3 separate regions of the Drosophila melanogaster genome follow, and regions 1 and 2 are each linked to region 3. Evidence: chromatin contacts called from public Hi-C and HiChIP or PLAC-seq data. All regions are on one chromosome and are shown on one strand. The core of a region is the stretch at or near the end of the contact, and the rest is flanking DNA. Distances in the headings are between cores, read along the strand shown. Region 1 holds the start of CG31793. Region 2 holds the start of Nak (Numb-associated kinase). Region 3 holds the start of CG10600.

What was found. A called contact is a pair of places that touch in the nucleus more often than the background predicts. HiChIP or PLAC-seq counts read pairs in DNA pulled down with a chosen protein or histone mark.
Region 1: a contact with region 3 is called in a Hi-C map of the Kc167 cell line, with 2.3 times the contacts expected there. The contact joins the promoter of CG31793 here to the promoter of CG10600 in region 3. A contact is called at or near these places in 24 of 107 Hi-C or Micro-C datasets (the D17-c3 cell line, the Kc167 cell line, the S2 cell line and 8 more) and 1 of 6 datasets of contacts at active chromatin or transcription factors (the Kc167 cell line).
Region 2: a contact with region 3 is called in a POLR2A S2P HiChIP or PLAC-seq map of the Kc167 cell line, with 2.3 times the contacts expected there. The contact joins the promoter of Nak here to the promoter of CG10600 in region 3. A contact is called at or near these places in 6 of 107 Hi-C or Micro-C datasets (the D17-c3 cell line, the Kc167 cell line, the ML-DmBG3-c2 cell line and 2 more) and 1 of 6 datasets of contacts at active chromatin or transcription factors (the Kc167 cell line).

What each region holds. Positions count from the first base shown.
Region 1 is chr2L:19,001,654-19,005,581 of dm6, reverse strand. It overlaps CG31793, which reads right to left and starts at 2,215. Exons shown (of 6, transcript NM_136086.6): 1 at 1,846-2,215; 2 at 1,380-1,634; 3 at 1,156-1,309; 4 at 1-1,089. The coding sequence starts at 1,913. It overlaps CG31792, which reads right to left. Exons shown (of 10, transcript NM_001273619.1): 9 at 3,231-3,928; 10 at 2,869-3,171. The coding sequence ends at 3,127.
Region 2 is chr2L:18,967,471-18,971,518 of dm6, reverse strand. Nak (Numb-associated kinase) reads left to right here and starts at 2,775. Exons shown (of 8, transcript NM_057818.4): 1 at 2,775-3,266. The coding sequence starts at 3,104. It overlaps Tango6 (Transport and Golgi organization 6), which reads right to left and starts at 2,491. Exons shown (of 3, transcript NM_136078.4): 1 at 2,360-2,491; 2 at 100-2,301; 3 at 1-39. The coding sequence starts at 2,420.
Region 3 is chr2L:18,837,501-18,841,683 of dm6, reverse strand. CG10600 reads left to right here and starts at 2,005. Exons shown (of 8, transcript NM_136069.4): 1 at 2,005-2,801; 2 at 2,889-3,175; 3 at 3,526-4,183. The coding sequence starts at 2,291. It overlaps CG31752, which reads left to right and starts at 374. Exons shown (of 3, transcript NM_165266.3): 1 at 374-465; 2 at 522-770; 3 at 832-2,056. The coding sequence starts at 406. The coding sequence ends at 1,755. CG33120 reads left to right here. Exons shown (of 4, transcript NM_176059.2): 4 at 1-284. The coding sequence ends at 206.

The DNA.
Region 1 (3,928 bases), core at 966-3,465, 160 kb before region 3:
GGGCAAGCCAAATAGAATGTTGTCGCGAACAGATGCATTGAAAAGCCAGGGCTCCTGGGAGGCGTAGGAATACTTTCCCGAGACTTGTACCGATCCAGATTCAGGCGGCAGCTCTCCTAGAATAGCCTGAATGAGGCTTGATTTGCCCGATCCCACGGGTCCAATCACAGCTACCAATTGGCCGCGCCGCAGCGACATATTGACGTTGTTTAAGACAAGATCGTGTTGCTCCTGGCCCCAGCGTGCTCTCAAGGCTTTGATTTCCACTAAGGTATCTGGTTCCTTGCCAATGCCAACGGGATAAGACCTCTTCTCCACTTCTTTCAGTAAATGTTGCTCCTCTTCGGCTTTTTCGTCCCTTCGCTCCGACATATCTATTACATTTGCCTCCTCCCGCATCATAAAATTAGTTATACGACGCATTGAGACCAACAGTTCAGCGAACTGCGACATTCCACTCGGAAAGAACTTGCTCACAGTACGCCTAAGGATGTTGTAGAAGGCGGTGACGCAGAAGGCGCGCTCTGCCGTCAGTTCGCCTCCGCCCAGGACGAATCCCAGAAGGCTCACAAAGATGGCTATGCGACCCAGGGTTATCTCGAAGGAGAGCAGGATGCCGCGCAAAAGGTTCATCTGGCGAATGGAGCTCATCTCGCTGCGCCGCATCTGCCCTATAAGTTTACCAAATGGACGCTCCCAGGTGTACATCTTGATAACCTGGATGCCCGAGATGATTTCGTTCATCATGCGTACTCGCTGATCCGTCCTGAGTGCCGTCTGCAGCCGCAGCTTTGATGTTACGCGGCTTAAGTAGGTTTGCAGTGGTAGATAGAGTACTAGGATGCTGATTCCGTAGAAGGAAGCCATTCCAATCTGTTCGTACAGGAAGTAGGAGGCAATCAGCAGCTCCAATGGCCCCAGCCACAGAAAGTGAAAATGGATAAGACATCGATCGAAGCGGTTAAGATCGTTGGAGAGCAAGTTAACCACCTGTCCGGTTGTGGTGCCTCCCAGCGAAGTGCGACTGAGCCGCAGGGCTTTTCGGTATATAGCGCTACTTACTGCCACCCGCATTTTCATGGCCAAGTGCTGCAAGAATTTAGAGAGAACACAATTACATTCAAGTTGACTTCAGTATTAAGTTACTGAACTTACCATCATTCCCATCATGTATGGGTGGGTTAGAAGAACGCTGGCCAAGATACAGGCTATAAGGAGCACAGCGTAAATTTGGGCATTGTAGCTATGGCCGTTTCCATGCTCGCTGAACTCCGATATGAGTCCGGCCAGAAGAAGCGGCACAGTGGCCCTGAAATAAATCAAATTAATCCGAATAAATTATAAGTGACACATTGACTGATAAAGTCCACGACTCTTACCTGGTTCCCAGTTCCAAGGCGGCAATTGTTATACCGGACATAATGAGCCTCCAGCCGAAGACGCGTCCGATGACCCGCAGGACACTTGGTTTACGGCCGGAATCACCTTTTCGGCGGCACCGAGCCACCTCGTCCTCCCATCCCTGGAAGAACTCATCGCCCAGGCTCGCTGCTTCATGCTCATTCAGCGTTTTGTACAGATCCGTGGGCTGAAGCGTCTGTTTGCGACCCTTGAACAGAATGGGCAGGGCAAAGCTGGAATAGGAAAGTAATTGTGTAAATTGTTTTCGCAACTGTGGCTAGCTTTGAATTATGCTACGAACAATATGTGGTATCCGATAACGGTTGTCTTCGGATGTCACTTCTCAGCGGCAGTTGAAAAGAACATTCATAGGTGAGTACATATGTATGTACGCATGTGCTCAAAGGAAACACTTCTTAGCGGTAGGATGAAACGTGAGCGTACCAGAACATGAGCGAGGATAGGATACCTGCCGACTCGCGGGGATTGGGTGGAAGTTTACTGGCCTGCATGGTTATGTAAATGTGCAGGCAATTTCACAAGTTCTCATAAACAAAAGACGCGGAATTCAGTTCTTATTTATCAGCAATTCATCACTCATAAGCGTGCACTGTATGTAGGCAGCAACATAAGACGCGAATTTCATCAACTATCGACAGATGCTGAATCTCAATTTCGCAATATGATAACAACTGACAACGGAAAACTTTCCATTCGGACGAATCGCAAAACACAACAAATCACTTGAGCCGTCCACGACGCCCCGCTTTTCCAATCATTCTGTTCAATGGTAGCGAATGGCAAGCGCTTCGATGCCAAATCGAATGCCCGTTGAGCGCCGAATCAGCTGTTCGACCGGCTGACGCAAGGGCCGTGCGTGTGTGTGTGCAAAAGCGCGCCGATTTAGATACACACACACAGGTATGTATGTTTACTTACATGGTCACTTCAGCCTTCAGAGCATTAGAGTGGACCACTCAAAGATAAGATAACGGCTTTCTAATTTATTTCCCATCCTATCGTAGCCCTTTTTACACTGTCCTATGCTATTGTATTTATTGTGTTGAAAATGTATTATATTTTAAATAAAAATATAGTATTACATATTATTTATACTAATGTAATTCATGTTTGCTAAATTAAAAAAAATTTAATTTTAGGCACCTTTTTGAAACATTAGGGTGGAGTTCGGACCGATATGTCATTAGTCATGTAATAAAGTGTAATTACTTTGTTTATTTATCTTTTTATGTATCGACTTCAATTTAGATATCACATTCTACTATCTAGAAATTTTATTAATATTATATTGACAACGGTTGCACCTTCCAGGTGTATCAGCAATACATTTTTACCTATTCTCTTGAAGTTTAGTGCAATAAATTATTTTCAATTTAAATGATTGGCTTTCTAAGCTTGCCCCACCACAAATGGAAATTCCATAGATATCTTATTCATCATATCACTAAATGAGGAAAACCTCATTAAGTCTACAAGTACTACTCTTGTCCTTATCGCGCCTGTCAGCTGTGATAACACGTACTCATGTACACATCTAATAAATATAATTTCTATAACGTATTCCAATATTGCAGCTATGATCAAAACAATAGGGTTTTTATATATATTTAATGTGCAAAAAATCAATTTCCGAACTGAAAGTGTGAAAGCTTCAATGGAGTAATATTGGGGAGATATTAATTATTCATTAGCGATTTCGGCTCGTCAAGAGGGAAGCATAAGGCTCGGTTTTTCAGATTTTTCGAATTCCTAAAAAAGGAAATTTTATAAATATATGTATGAATTCGTTTACAGATGCCTACTCTTACCCGTTGAGAAATCTTCAGGAGAGTGTCGTATGTTGCCTGACCCGTCTGCTTGACCAGGTCTTGGAAGGCATTAGTATCATCGGCAGTTAAAAGCTCATAGGGCGTCCCGAATTCCACAACTCTTCCAGCATCCATCACCAGTACACGGTCCGAGTCCATGATGGTGTGCAATCTATGGGCCACGGTAAGGACGGTGCACTCCCTGAACTTGTTTCGAATTGTGGCTTGGATCAGAGCGTCCGTCTGGGGATCCACATTGGCCGTCGCCTCGTCCATCACAAGTATTCTGTTGTCGCGCAGAATAGCTCGTGCCAGGCACACCAATTGGCGCTGGCCCACGCTAAAGTTGGAGCCACCCTCTGTGATTTTGGTCTCCAGGCCAGTGGCCACACTGGCCACCACATCCTTGAGTTCCACCTCCTCCAGCGCGCACCACAGCCTGTCATCGCTATACTCGTCGAAGGGATCCAAGTTGTGTCGCACTGTGCCGGAGAACAGAACTGGTTCCTGGGGTATGATTGAGATCTTGCTGCGCAGGTCATGTAGACCCATATCATTGGTATCCTTATCGTCTATGCGCACAGATCCATCGTTGTAGGACAGGCGGAATAGAGCGTTAATCAGCGAGGATTTGCCGGCTCCGGTTCGTCCCACGATGCCAACCTTTTCCTTGGGCTTTATTACAAAACTGAGGGACT
Region 2 (4,048 bases), core at 1,526-4,025, 130 kb before region 3:
AGTTGAGAAGAACAGCCTTGTATCGAAAGCAAAGAGGACCTGGATGGGATTAGTATGAAAGTTTAGGAGTTATTCTTAGCTGTGTAGAACATTGCTTACCCAACTCCTGAGCGACTTTCAGAATAGCTTCACCCACTACGAGGCGGTAGTCTAAGTGAGCCGTCTCTGATAGGTACTCATCACTCAATTTGTCCAGCACATCGGACTCCATCACATGAACAAGCGACACAAAGAGCCGAACACAATTTAAGAAGGTGTAGGATTCCTTATCCTTGAGAGTGGTCAGGGCTAACGCTATGATAAGTTGACCCTGCGCTAAGGTAGCAGGATCTCTTTTTTTCAGCAAATCAATCATCATCTGAATTCCATACACTTGCATGTGGGATTGTTTTTCCTCTATCAAGGACCGAGCTCTTTGAAAAGGTTGTATTTTAACAGCCTCACTTGGTCGCCATGCGCCGTGAATTATTGTAAGCAATGATTTTACAGATTGCTGGATAAGAGGGTTGGAAGATCGAGTACCCAACAGGTGCAATTGTTCTTTCAGTTCCTTACAGGCCTCTGAAAGTTGAATATTCTCACTGCCCTCAAGAATTTCCTGCAAGAGGTTTAGAACGAGAAGTAGGATCTGATCCGTGGTATCTTGCTCTCTAGATCGGTGGACAAGCAAGTCTTTTAGTATATGTAGAAGCTCCTTGGTATGTTGTGATAGCTGAGCTCTTAATGGTTGGTGGGCTACCATTTGGTTTAAAGCAATGAGCAAATCTAGCTTCAGTTGATATTTGGAGTGCAGAAAGTCTTTGAGCTCTGCTTCTGATGAAATAAAATCTACGCTGGCTGAAGATTTATCATTTATCTGTTTAGCTATGAAGCCCAGAAGAGAGAGGAAAACTTTGCAGGTGAGGGAATGATGAGAGCTTGATGTGAGTAGACCGGGCAATATTCTGCCCATATCGTGATCTGCTAGATGATCTTTGTGAGCTACTTTAACCTGAATTTGAGTTGTGTTCATGGAAGGCAGGATTATAATGCGTGGGTTTAAACACTTCCAAGGAGGTTCCTTCTCAATTTCCCATTTAAACAGCTTCTGGAGTATCGCAGGTAATTCGTTTTTCATTTCTCTGTTGTCCAGACAACGCAAAATAATGGCAGAAATCTGCGATGACGCCGGTAATTCCATTGGAAGGCCATCGTAGAGTTGGAGCAGCAAAGGAAGGTAGGGAACGAGTAGATTACTGGGTAAGCAAGCTACGGTTGAAGAACAAAAGAGATGCTGCCATAAGAGAATGCGATTGCACAGTTCCTGGTGATCCATTAAGATAAGGCCATTAATAATGTCTTCTGGGTTACAAAGCGTTTCCCAGTGTTTGAATAATATTTCTTTTATCAGCTTTTGATTTGTATCACTTAAATCGTAAAGTCTTCTGAGCGATAGGACACCGGCGCACATTTTGTCCGCATTCTGCAGATAGAACTTACAATATTCTAGCACCTGGAGAACCATCTTCTCTTGCGCTAACTGAGAAAATCCTTTTCTGGCCACAATACTAGCCACAATTTCCGCATTTCTGGAAGAATTCACATTGGGATTTTGATGCAGGGCCTCAACAAGACTAGCAAATCCTTGGGGTAAGTGAAGCTTTCCTAAGAGTTGACGGTGCAATAATTGGGCCAGAGTTGGGCAGAGAGTCGTAGCTTTAAAAAGCAAGATGTTGCGAAAGAAATCTGCTTTGGATTCATATTGCCAGAGGTAGGCTATAGCCTTATCCAGCAGTGGAGAGTCTTGCTGCACACGTAGACTCACAATGGCCGCCAGTAGATCCCTTTGCACCAGCTCCATCGAGTTGGCTATGTGGTATTGTCGAATATGCAGTAGATTAATAAAGAACTGAATGCTTAGAAGCATCAATGAAAAGTTAGCTTTGATTTTCCCCTGAGCCTCACAAAAGATGGGCGACTTGTAGAAATCCTCATGTAGCTGGCATCGAAGCGAGTAATATGATAATTCTTGGGAAGCCTGGATACACAATTTCAGGTGCGCTACCGAAATAAGATCCTCCTTGGCGTCGCTGTGGAAATTAATGTTCCTCATGATCGAATGTAGCACATGTTGCAATCTTATTATATAGCATATAGTACGATCCGAATCGGGATCAATACTAGATTCGTGATCGTCTGTTAACTGATATTCCAGGCACAGCTCATGCAATTGCTGACCAATCTCGAGTTTAGCATATTTTTCCAAAATTCGCAGGTTGATTTCCAAGGCTTCGGCAGTCCCTGAGTTATTCGCCGTATTTGCTGTCGAAATATTAGTATTAGGGATACTACAATTATTATATGATGTTAACCAATTTACCTAGAGCTTTACTAAACCTTAAACTCTCTAGAAGAGCAAAGTACTTGGCCGTATTTATCATTGTTATCCCAGCAAACTACAATTTTGCGAATTTAGCGACCATTTGCTAGAGATGCTTGTTTACAATTGCACCAGCACAATCGATAACATATTGATAAGGGAAACACGATGTTGGCAGCATAGCTAATTAAAACTGCGCGATAGTTTAATGCAACTGTAGCTATATGTTTTATTGAAAGTAGAACCATATTATCTTTTTAAATTGGATCAAATTACAAAAAATTGTTATCATAAAACCTATTTTGTAAACGGGGATTTCCTTGTTTTCAGAATTTCGAGATTGCAACCAACTTATCTATATATCGATAGGCGGCTGCACCAGCCGCGGGTTGCGCATCTGACTGCAGCAAAGCGCCCTGGTCACACTGGCCCAACAACTCGAGAGCAGCAGGAAAATCGAACAACTTTCTTTTTCCACTGCATTGTGTGTGTGCATGCAAAAACACAAAGTGCGCAGAATAGCTTTATTCAGCTAGCCGATACGACTCGAAAGTGGATTAATTGGCCAGCGGCACCGACGCCCCGCCCACCGTCAGCCGCCCTCGCAAAATTAAAAATTGCCAAAAACACCTACGCGCAGGCAATTAAGACCGTGTTAGCTAGTGTGCGTGTGTGCTCGCGAGTGTGTGTGTGTGTGTTGTGCTGCTGGGGCAGTAAACATTTTCTAGTGAAAATCGGGGGAAAATGAAGAAAATCCTGTCTAAGTTCGAGCGCAATGAGAACTCTCGACTGGAGAATCCGCCCAACAGCAGCAGCTCGTCGTCCTCGAACGAGAAGAACAGCTTCGTGGGCAAGGTCTTCACAGTGGGACGCGTCACGGTCACCGTGGAGGATGTCCTGGCAGAAGGTAGACGACTATATATACACTCTTATATATGTGCTCCCATTCCCCTACCTACAACACGTCGCCCGCGATTATGCTTATCACCTGCCTGATTTACAGGTGGGCAGTAGCCTGCCGTCCGCTTTTCGGTCTCGCCCCTCGTCACAGATTAGATAAACCCCTTCAGCGCGAGAACTCCCAAATGTGGGGCGTACTCAAAGCGCTAGAGAGCATAAAAATCAGCTGCGTATCCTCCATAATTGGGGACACCACTTGTCGCATTTCCGATTAAATCCAAATAAATTACTCCCAATAATTTCTGTATAAGATGTTAAACTCAAAACAGCTAAAATCTGACTTTGATATATTATCTTTTAATAAAACTGTAAAACATTTTAAATTATTTCATTAATTATGAATACTAAATACTGGTTTGTAACCTAAATTCCAACTAATTGAACTGCAATTTTGCCCTTGGCATAGAACTACATATTTATGTCCATAACTCGGCTCTCTAATGGCGTGCAGATATTTCGTCCAAATTTATGTCAGTCTTTAAAGAGTTTATTTTTGCCAAAACCAGAAATGCCAGCATTTCTATTGTGACAAATGGGTGTCCGCGTTAGAGAAACCCGACTGTACAAACACAGTTACGGTTCTGGTTGGTTTTTCCATGGAATACCCATTGAATTCCCGTAGCCACTACACATGGCCACAAATCAATTGAATCAATTATGTTAATTTAGCCAATGAAGCGGCAAGACCAACACTCATCAGCCGACTGTCTCCGACAGTCTTCCGTTTTT
Region 3 (4,183 bases), core at 756-3,255:
CTGCTGAGTTTCAAGCGGCCTGGGGTCAGAATGTCCAGGATGTTCTACTTTTCCGGCCACCACAATCGAAGACCTGCCTTTCCTTAAATCTTCATCGCTTTGGGGACAAATACAGACTGGCTGTGATGGCGGATACCCACCTGGCTCCCGATCACACAGTAATCACCAGATCCTTTGAGCGATATATGGAAACCATCACTCTGTAACTTCCTTTCCTCTCTTTTAAGACTGGAGGGCAATCTCTATATACATAATGTATGCGAAATAAAAACTATTTATCCAGTAGTTAAAAATGGTTTGAGGCTTGTAGCATTAAGCTTAAGCTTAGTCTAGTATTCGGGGTTATAGTTGACAATAAAAAAAATATATTTAGTACGCCTGATCAATCTACTCTAATCTTAGACTATGGAGAAAAAAAACAAATGTTGTAAGCACTTTAAGGACCATGGGGCGCAGAAACCATCAGTGAGTCTTTGGAATAAAAAGATCTAACATTAATAGTTGCAATACATTTAATGCAGCAACTCAATGAGCACAAGGAGCATAAATTAAGGGACCATTACCGCAAGGAACGAATGAAGTCTTCAGAGAATGTGCAAAAGTCCTACAAACATAATTATACGACAAATCAAAATCAGATACGGCAGGACTATTATTGCGATCATTCGTGGGAGGATCGTGAGTCTCCTTCTAACCATGAAGACCATGCTCAGTATTTGTTTTCCAAAAAATGTTTCAATGTTAATTATCACCCGGCACAAAATGAGAAGGTAAGCAGCAATAATGAAATTAATTTTTTTTTTTAATTTCAAATACCTTAACAAACGGAAGTGGAAACACCAGTCGAAATTAAAGGTGATGATGCAACCCAGTTCAAATTACACACCCAAGCAAGCAATTGTTCCAGCATATCTCCTTAATGATAGAAAAAGGCAGAAACCAGTCATAGAACACAGCTGTGGGGACTACCTTCTCTATAAGAATCAAAACTATGAAGCGGACCCATCTAGTAAAAGTGAGCAGTGTGAGGTCGAGGGTGGTTATAATAACATAACCCCACATCGTTTAAACCACCACCAGAAGCAAAAGAAAGACTCTGATTTACTTAATGCAGCTAAGGCTCATTGCCAGGCTGCTGCCGAAAGATTCCAGAATAAGTTTCCTTCATGCAGTAAGTGTTCCTCCTCCAACGAATCCCAATCGAAACCATCCAGAATAACCGTGATCAGTGCGAAAAGCGGAGACGATCTCAGAGCGGCTGTTCGGTCCCAAATAGAGGTCCAAGAGGCCTTGAATGCGTTTACACTTGAAGTGAAGGATAAGAGGGAGGAAGTACCATCCGAAGAAGAACGCAGTACCAAGCCCAAAAAGAGCAAACAAATTACGTCTCATACGCAAGCCGAGAAAGTGGATCCCACTGCCGAATGCGCCCAATTAGATACCCTAGGGGTTGACGATTTAGAACTCGTGGATCTAAGTGGCAGTCCTAGTGATGCCGCTATTACCAATGTGGATGTAAGTGACAGTCCTGGTGATGCAGCTATTACCAAAATGGATCTAAGAGACAGTCCTACTGATGCAGATATTAACAAAGTAATTGATCCGGTTATCAGGAACATTCAGCGCATGTATCTGAACACTCTGAAAGACGAAATGTCCCTCATGGAGTATCTAGTTACGGTCCCGGAATTAATTAAAAAAGCTTTTAAGCGTCCACTCGCTGAAAAAGAGCAAAAAATAACAAGGGAGTGTTGAAAGCACATTTAAATTGTATTTATTCAATGTTTATATATTTTGATCTTTAAAAAGGCAGTAACAAATTACAAAATGTGCACTTTTAAATAACGCGCCAAATATGACTCGCCTATAGATGGCGCACTTACACGTTACAATCGATGTTACGATATATCCATCTATTCTTTCATTCACAAGTCTATCTGCGCGGGTTGCCGCTAGATGGCGCCTAACAGAACACTGTTTATTGACTAGTGTGCACAAACGCTCCACATCTGAAGACTAGAGTTGAAAAACGACAGTGCGAGACGGCTTCTAGAACAAAAAAAAAAACTATTCGCGAATCGCTGAAAACGCCGCTGCGGAAATTCTGCCAGTCGAATGAAAATCGAGTGGAAGAGGGCGCGGGTGAATTGCAAACGGAGCGTAAGATAAAAGACACGGCTAGCTGAGAGGCGTCACGTAGACGGCCGACTGATCGATATTCAATACAGGCGTAGGGCAACACGCACACACACCCATACGCGCGTGTGTGTGCCACTGCACACACAAACACATGGAGAACACTCGAGGTGGCGAAAATAATGTAGAATTGGCCAACGGCGGCAAGGAATCCACGGGAAATGTACGAAAACCGGAGAAGAAGCCACTGGAAGGAGCGGTCGGGGCTTCCAAGCAGCGGGAGACGCCTGAAAAGGGCGTAAACAAAGCGTCGGCAGTGGAAAACAACAACGCAAATGCCCGCGGAAATGCCAGTCCAACAACTACAAGCGCACAGCGAGAAGCAACAACAACAATTACGCCAGTGGAACCAACAGCAGCAGCAACAACTACAAACGGCAACACTTTACCCACACAACAGCAACAACAACTGCAGTCAGGCGATGGCAACGCAAATAACCCAACAACAAATGCACGTATAATGCTAGCTGCAGCTGAAGAGGAACAGGCAGTAGCATCGTCGGTGGCAACAACTGCAGGGGCACCCACAGCCGCAACAACAACTGCAACAACAACCGCGTTGGCAGACACAACAAAAACAAGCACAAGTACGGACGAGAAGACAGGTAAAGTAAAGCGAAATTCGCAGAACACGAATCCAATGTCAACTAATGTGATTTGCACACCCACCCACTCGCCAACGCCGCCCACAGAAGAGCGCAACCACAAAAGGAAGAAGAGAGACAGGGAGCGGGATGAAGACAAGAATCGGCGCAGCAACAACCACAACAGCAGCAGCAAGGATCGGGACAAGGATAGGGATCGGGACAAAGAGCGGGACAAGGAGCGCGATAGGGAGCGGGAGCGCGACAGGAATCGCGAGAGCAGCTCCAAATCCTCCAAGGAGGCCGAACACAAGTCCAGCTCATCGCGCAGCAAGGAGAAGTATCATCGCAGTGATAGGGACCGCGAACGGGAGAAGGAGCGCGATCGGGAGAAGGTGAGCCCAGGAACCGTTTCGAAAGTGCAGAACGCATACAGAAACGTTGATTTATTGTAAACTCTGATCTGATTTCCAGAACATACATTTCTTTAATAAGTAAATGTCAATTTCTAGTAAAACTAACAAACAAAAGTATTGTCAGGGTCTTACCACCCATTTACTACGAATAAGCAAGACACGTGATCTTAAATACAGCGAGTCATAATTCTCAGAACCTTTTATTTTTGATGCGCTACATGTTTATAGTATACTTTCCAGTTTACATAGTGCTAAGTAAACCTCTACAAGATTGCACAGCTGTCCATCAAAGTAGAAATAATGAAGCACTACAAATTTATATTTTCCAGATTCCTTCCTCGTCGTCCAGCTCATCCTCGCACTCGAATCGAAGGAGAAGTTCCGACAGCAGCCGGAGCAGTCAGAACAGCTCCTTCAAGTCGAAGGATCCAGGGGCAGATCCTGTTTTGCCTCAGGCGGTTGTTGCTGCTCTCGAAAAGCAGATTAAGGTGGAGGAGGTCATCAAAAAAGAACCAGTAGAAACCAAACAAGAAGTGGATACAGAACCTACACCAGTACTTAGTAACCTCATTAAAACTGAAGCGGAAATCAAAACGGAATCGACGGAGAAGCCAAACAAACCTCTAGTAAATGGCGAGGCGATAGCGAAAACCCGAGATGAGGTTTCCAGACAGCTAAATTTCGGAGACAAGGTCTCCAATTCCAAGTTAATGCCTTCGCCGGCACCGAAATCCAGTTCGGGATCGAACTCCACGGCCAGCAATCATTCCTCCAGCCAAAGTAGCAGCAGCCGCAAATCCTACTTATCGTCTTCGTCCTCTTCATCCTCCAGCAACCATCACAAGAGTTCCTCTTCGTCATCGTCTCGCCACTCCTCATCTACATCTCGGGAGTGCTCCAAGTGCTACAAGCGCTCCAAAATTCGGCGAACCAGCGTGGGCGTCCAGTGCTTACAGCATGCACCAGCAACTGGACCCTGGCAAACCG